Regions from separate parts of the Sus scrofa genome. Here region 2 is linked to region 1. Evidence: chromatin contacts called from public HiChIP or PLAC-seq data. All regions are on one chromosome and are shown on one strand. Each heading gives the region's core, a stretch centred on a gene start, on an enhancer-like site or on the middle of the called end of the contact. The rest is flanking DNA. Distances are from core to core; before and after follow the strand shown.

The links. HiChIP or PLAC-seq counts read pairs in DNA pulled down with a chosen protein or histone mark.
Region 2: an H3K27ac HiChIP or PLAC-seq map of skeletal muscle shows a contact between it and region 1. The contact joins the enhancer-like site here to the promoter of LRIG1 in region 1. A contact is called at or near these places in 1 of 5 promoter capture datasets (fetal skeletal muscle), 4 of 47 Hi-C or Micro-C datasets (embryonic fibroblasts, fetal heart ventricle, heart right ventricle and 1 more) and 1 of 2 datasets of contacts at active chromatin or transcription factors (skeletal muscle).

What each region holds. Positions count from the first base shown.
Region 1 is chr13:48,025,620-48,029,249 of Sscrofa11.1, forward strand. LRIG1 (leucine-rich repeats and immunoglobulin-like domains protein 1) reads right to left here and starts at 1,777. Exons shown (of 20, transcript XM_005669717.3): 1 at 918-1,777. The coding sequence starts at 1,144.
Region 2 is chr13:48,237,101-48,240,730 of Sscrofa11.1, forward strand. No RefSeq gene overlaps it. Among named protein-coding and RNA genes, the nearest start is that of LRIG1, 210 kb to the left of the region's middle. Within about 2 kb of position 1,706, at least 1 of the 83 cell types and tissues checked has an H3K27ac peak or open chromatin away from gene starts, as enhancers often do. A contact at or near this core is called in skeletal muscle, where this site is marked.

The sequences.
Region 1 (3,630 bases), core at 527-3,026:
TATAGAGAAGAAATGCTAGAGGGTGGACCCCACTCCACTCCACTACATCTCAAGCCCAAATGGTCCCCTAGAGAACAGACAGGAAGGGTCTGGGACACAGTTCCCTCAAATGCCAACCAGGCGGAAAAGGACAAACTTCCAGCAGTTACCGACCCCCAGAACATTCAGAGCCCCCTAACTCGGGGATCCTCCAGGAAAACTGCCTTCTGCCAGGGGCCAGAGCCAAGTCAGGCCACCAAGGTCCTGGGGGATGATGAGGCGGCTACACACGCTCTCACTAATAAATAATGTAAATACAAGACTGGAGCCAAAAGTCACCTCCATTCATTATCCGCTGTAAGGCCAAGCAGCTCACACACCAGAGAGTTGAGTTACGGGAGAGGAAAAAAGAAACACCCCCAGACACACTTCCTCACACTCTCCCCGCCAGATGTTTCCCACTCTCCACCCACACACATTCCCCTTACCTCCACAGTCTTCACTCACATTCTCTTACTTACCACCTCCCAGATCGCCCTCACGAGAGCCATGCTCGCTCACCTCCAGACCCCCACGACACTTCTCTTCCCTCCAGAACCTCAAGACCCACATCCACTCTCCCTAAGACCCCTTGACCCACGCTCGATCAGATCCTTCCCAACGAGGTACACTTTCCTCCTCCACACCTCCAAAACTCCGACTCGCGCAGCACCAGACCCTAGCGAAACGCACACTTTCCCCATCCAGACAAGTTCTCACGCACGCCCTCTCCCCTCTGGACCCCCGAAGGGGAGCTCACGCTAACATTTTCCAGCTCATTCAACTTCACACACAAGCAACTCAACCCGCAACTCCTCTCCCGGGGGAACAACCCCGCCGCCCCGTCCCAAGTGACAGCGCCCGGGGGGCGCGGGGAGGGCGGAAAGGGCGGTACTCACAGGCTCCGCGTCCAGGCGGGCAGGTCTCCTGGCAGCGCTGCCAGCCCCCGCCCGCCGCAGTCCAGCGAGTCCCCAGCGCAAGCGCAGGCGGCAGTGCAGGGCGCCCGCGGGCCGGCCGCAGCCGATGCGGGCTCCAGCCCGAGAAGCAGCAGCAGCAGAAGCAGCCGGAGAAGAGGACAAGGCGAACTGCGCGGGGCCCCGAGCGCTCCCCGGACCGGCCGCGCCATCTTGTCTGGAGCGCGCTGAGAACTCCGGGCGCGGGGGCTGCGAGGTCTGGGGCGACCGCAAGCACTGGCGGGCCTGAGGGGACTCTGCTCGGCACTACGCTCCGCGCCGGGGCATGGCGGCCGGCACAAGTTCACTCCGCAGCGGCGGCGACTCCGGCACTCAGCGGGCCCCCAGTGCCCGGGCCGCTCCGAAACGCCCGGAGGGGACAGAGAACCCCGCGCCCATCCGGGCTGACCCGCCCGTGCTCGTTGTGAACCTCAATGATCCGGGCAAGGGGTTCGGCCGGCACTCCTCGTCCTCCCGCCGCGCTTCTGTCCAGGCTCCGGGGTCCCCGCACACGCCAAGTGCCGCCGCCGCCCCTGCAAGGAAGGCGCTCAGGCTCACAACCGGAGCTCTGCGCCCGTAGGCATCTTCCTTGCGGCTTCGAGCGCCTGGCTGCAGACCCCTGACTGGACGGCACGTCCACCCCCACACTGCTCCAAGGGCCCCGTGCGCCTAGCTGTCCCAGCGCCGAAGGCAAAGGGAGCGCGCGCAGTTCCGGGCTCGGCACGGCACCTCCGCGCAACGAGAACCCTGCAGACCTCGCGGCCGAACAATCAGCCGCTCGCCGTTCGCCTCCCCGCGGCCCAACCCCGGCCGGTCCCAGAGGCCCCGCCCCCGGCCTCTCGCCCTCACACACCCCCTGGGCTCCAAGCCCCACGGCCTCCTGCCGGCCCACGTTGGACGCTTTGCAACAGTGCCCCGCCACGCCCCCCCGCCTGCTGCTTATTGGCTACCGAGGTTCACGGCAGACAGCCTGGACGCCCATTGGAGCGCTAGTCATGATCCCGCCCCTCTCGCTTATCCGGCCACCCCGCCCCACTCTCTTTTCCCACCCAAGGTGTGAAGGGCGGGGGACTGGGAGGAGAAAAGGAGAGACGTCCTCCGGTTCTTAAAGTGGACGTGCTCACTGAGGGTGGAGAAAGGGGATGCGCGCGGAGGGGAGGAGGAGTAAAGATCTGCTCTCTAGGTCTAGGGAAGGAGAGAAAAAATGGTAATGAGAATAACGCCCCCGCTTTGAAAAGGCCTAGCCCCAAAGATTTTTCCCTCCTGCCCAGATTGCTAACAGAACCAGTGATTTAGAACAAGTCTACACCCATTTTCCAGATGCCCTCTAGGAGCAAATATGTAAATAAAAATTCACAAATTTCATACTTATGGGGGCATCTTTAGTTATTTTGTTAGGAATGGCCGCCTTCCTCTCTCACAACCTGGAACTCCTTTCGGCTCCTGACATGTTCTTGATCTCTTAAATCCAGCAGTATGTCCTTGATTACCAAATGAATGTCTACCGCCTGTAGAAAACCGAGTCTCCAAGGTGCTCTTACCCCCTCCTCAATCTCTGCCCTGGTAAGTTGAAGAGTACTCCTGCTAACACTCCAGGCTTTGATAAAGGGATTTCTTTGTTTAAATCCGAGCATTTTAAAGCCACTTTTCAAGAAGCAATACATCGAAACAGAGTAAAAAGAGAAATAATAATTGTCACAAAGCTACCGACTTTGGCTCCTCCAGGTCAGAACATAGTAGCCATGTGTTAGGGTACTGCACTGAAACAGTAAGACAGGCGCGCGCACGAGCACGCACACACACACACTCACAGAGTGAACAAGTTAAAAGATTAGCATAGTAAGAAATGGCTGCTCCTCTCCGCGTTTTGGTTTGCTGATGTCTCTTGTCCCTTCCCAAAAGTCTGTACTGTGAGTTTCTAACAGAACAGGACACACTGTCAGGAAAGCAAAGCAAGTCAAATCTGTTCAAAAACATTTGCTCCAGTAAATGAAATCTTACCTCTCCGTGTTAACGGAAACAGGGGAGAAAATATTTCCCAGAAAGAAAAAAAAATTAAGGGTTTTGTCCCATTTTTGACACATTCTAAGGGGTTGCTTTAATTGAGATGTTAAGCTTTTCCACAGTTAGGCACCGCTCTTCTTAATCAAAATTGGGTTTGGGCTTGGTAATGGTGCGGTTCCTTTCTTTTTATTCCCTCCTTTCTCTCTTTATCCTCCTCCCCCTTCTTCTGATTCCTTATGCTATCAGATACTGATACCTCGTTTTTTCCTTCCTTACTTTCTTTCTTCCTCTCTTTGCATGATCTCAACAGTGAGTACCAAAGCAATGCTCAAATATGTTTGTAAATCAATTCAAATATGATTCCCAAGAAGCATTATCAGAAAAAGGTGGCAGCTGACCCATTCTGCTTATGCCTTTAACTAGCTTTTAGATTTCATTTGTAATCCACATTAAACCTAACACCTTCCACTTGGGCAAGAAGATATATCTCTATTTGTTGCAATGCCTTTCCATAAAACAAAAATAAGCCGAGGGATGGAATTTTAAGGATCCCAATGCGATGTAGTCCTCTAAGTCAAGATTTCTTAAATTTTTTGTTTAATGCAGCATAACCGGGAGCATTTCCTTAAGGGAAACTGTCAGATCTGCCTTGCCC
Region 2 (3,630 bases), core at 456-2,955, 210 kb after region 1:
ACCATTTTTCTGTTTATTAAATGTTTCTGGCTTTGGATGTAATCAAGTGTGAGTTTTAGAAACAAATGGTCAAGCCAAGAATGCAGTTCATCCAACCATCCTCTCCAGACATCAGTGAAATGGCTATAGAACATTGCCGTACAGACCATATAACCAGTGGCGGCCATAATGATGGTCAGATGTGTTTTTCTCTTTGTATTAAAAAAGTACATTTTTTTTCTGGCTTTTTGTATACTATTGTCTCTGTTCTAGCTTTATTATTTAAAGGAAATAATAAGGTATGTGGGACTTTCATAAATATTATTACCTGTCAGATTCTGAGGGCTATCACTCTGTCTCAGAGCTCAAGGACCCCGCAGGTTAGTTCCAGAATCTTCAATAAAGGACCTCTACTACAGTTTCTGCTTTATCCACTTCAATCATAACACATTTGTAACAAATATAAACACCAAAACATCCCCCAAACAAAGAACACCTAACACCAAACTGCTTCCGCCCAAATCTACTGTGCTTTTTATGAGACTGTGTGTGGCTCCTGGCGATGCAATGATTTTGAACATCATTTTCAGGAAAGAATTCTTGCTACCAGTTGAGGTTCAGATTTATGGCTCTGTTCTTTGCCCTGAGGTGAGATGGAAGCGATATCAATGAGGTTCTAGTTTGGGGGTTGCTAGAAGCAAGTAACATGAGCCAATGATCAGGACCTAAAATCAGTAGAGCAGGGGAAAAAAAAGCCTGATGAAAAGAGAGAAATCAAGAAGGCACTCTATTTCTTGTTATTGTCTGTGTTACAATTCATTTTAAAATTAAGTAATCGTGTTATATTAGCACGAGAGAAAATAGTAGGTACCATTAAATGTATAAAGTAACATCAAAAAAGTTTTGCTCTTTAACCCTTAATCGATAACCAGTCTCACAGTCATGGCACCTCTATCACCTTCTTCCTAAACAGAGGGAGATTTTCAGAATCGAAATCTTATGTCATCTCAAAGGAATTTAATTAGAAATAATGATCATTACTATCATTTATTGAGCACCTCCTGAGGGCCTGGCACTATGTGAGGTCCTTGGCACACATGGGTCAATCAATATTTCTTGAGAGCCTAGGGTGTGCCAGGAATTATTCTAGATGCTAAAGATACAGCAGTGAACAAAAAACCCAGGGTCCCTGCTTTCTTAAAGTTTCTATCCTAGTAAGAGGAGACAGTCAACAAGTTAGCAAATGAACAAACAAACAGGAGACTCAATGCTATGCAGAGAATTAAAATATAGTAATGGGACAGAGAACTGCTGGGTAGTCAAGAAAGACCCCCATAAGTAGGGTATATTTAAACTGAAACTTTAATAAAAGGAAGATCCACCTCGTAGAAGGTGAGGGGGCAGAATTTAATCTTCATGATAACCTTAGCAATCCTATTGCAAAGAAGAGGAAAATGAAGCTCAGAGAGGCTAGGCAATTTCCTCTTAGGATGGTTGAGATTCAAACATTGTTCCCATGTCTGTGAAGCCCCACTCTGTCGGGAATAATGATGGTGCGTTCTGTTCACAAACGTCTCTCTCAAGAGATCATGAGTGTGGTTGTTACAAAGTGGGGGGGAGGGGGACAAAAAGACACGTGGTTTGGGACATGGGATATGAGTTTGTTGTTTCAGCTGTGACCAGTATGAGTGACATTTGAAAAGGGAAAGTGAACTGACTGGTGCACATCCAAAGAGCTTGTCCAGTCAGAGAACAGGGGGTAGCCTGGGTCCACACAGGCAGGGCCAGGCCAATACCCAGTGGCCAGGGTTTGAACCCTGTGGGTTTGGTATTACCTACAAGTGTTCCTGGAGGTAACACCTTCAGGCTTCTGACCCTCACATTTGATATCTATCCTTTTTTTTTTCTCTTTTTCTTTTGAGAGCCACACACACAGCATATTCAATTTCCCATGCTAGGGAGTCACTGCCAGCCTGCATCACAGCCAGAGCAACACCAGATCTGAGCTGCATTTGCAACCTACCCTGCAGCTTGTTGCAACGCCAGATCCTTAACTCACTGAGCAAGGCCATGGATTGAACCCACATCCTCATGGACACTATGTCGGGTTCTTAACCCACTGAGCCACAATGGGAACTCCTAATATCAATTGTTTTTACAGGAACAACTCCTAAGAAGACTGGTGACCTTTGAGAATTTCATGACCTGTCTTTGTCAGTTCATTAGCTTACCATCTCAAAGAGTAAAACATGAAAAGAAAAAAAATCTCACTAGCCTCAAATTCTCACATATTCTGGACTCACTGGCCATTTCTATCTTCTTTCAGGGATGTCTTTCTATTTTCTGCAAGCTTACGACTAGGGATTTGTGATAAACTTAGGCAACTGTTTAGAGCAGGGACCTGTTTTACTTCTCTTTACATCCTCTGTGGATTTGCATCGACACATTTCAATTTGAGAATCTCTGGTTCAGGACAGTGGTTCTCAATCTTGGGAACATATCAGAGCCACCCAATGAGATTTTAAAATGTTGATGCCCAGGCAACATTCTGTTCCAAACAAATTATATTCTCTAGGTGGTTAAGCTCATGTATCTGTGATTTTCATAGCTCCTTAGGTGATTCTAACATACAGTCAAGGTAGAGATGCCCTGGTCTGGAAACTCTCTCTGATGTAATTTGATGCAGTTTAGGCTCAGTATTGGAAAATCAGCCTTGAATGGTGCCTATAGAAATACATAATTCCAAATTCCCAAGAGCCACCTTAAACATTAGTCATCCTCTTTCCTTTGATCAGAAAGGCAAATAGGTAGCATGTATGCCTGCAGTTATTTTAAGAGCTCCACGTAGTAGAAGAGCTACTTGGAGAACTTGCTAAAAGGCAGACCTCTAGGTAGTTACTGATTCAGCACAGTCAGGGTGAGGCCTGGGAAACACTATTTTTAACATGCACCTATGTGATTCTGATGCAATTTACCCTTAGTTCAACTTTGAGAAACAATGCCTTGGTAGAGTGCTTCCCAACTGAGGGTGACTTCTTTAGCCTTCAGGGGACATTTGGCAATGGCTTGAGAAATTTTTGGTTGTCACACTGGTGTGTGTGTGTGTGTGTGTGTGTGTGTGTGTGTGTTTGTATGTGTTTATCTGTGTGTGTGCGCACGTGTTACAGGGATCTAGGGAGTAGAGGCCAGGGAAGCTGCTCAACATCTTATAATGCAGAGGACAGCCCCCACAATGAAGAATTTTCTGGCCCAATATGTCAATAGTGCTGAGGTTGAGAAATCTTGCCTTGGATGAACATCTCTTCTGATGTCAACCTTCTCAGCTGGCCTCAAAGAAAACTCTTAAAACTCTTTAGAACTCCCATAGCTCTTCCTGGTGTTAAAAATCATCTTTATGTGTGAGGTTCATCTCCTCTATATAAGAAAAATTTCTTTAGGCCAGGATCCTTGCTTCATTCTTTTTTGAATCTGCCCTCTTCCCTTCTCCAGCATGCAGCCTTCATTCTCTGAATGTTTATGCCGTTTCAAACAAAATTCATTGAAAATACCCTTGAGACTGACCACAAAATGGCTTTGTGAGTGGTCACCATAACTAGAGTTTGCAGAAGAAGGAAGACCCAGGGGCCTAATTTTCAGTCTCAAAGTCTAATA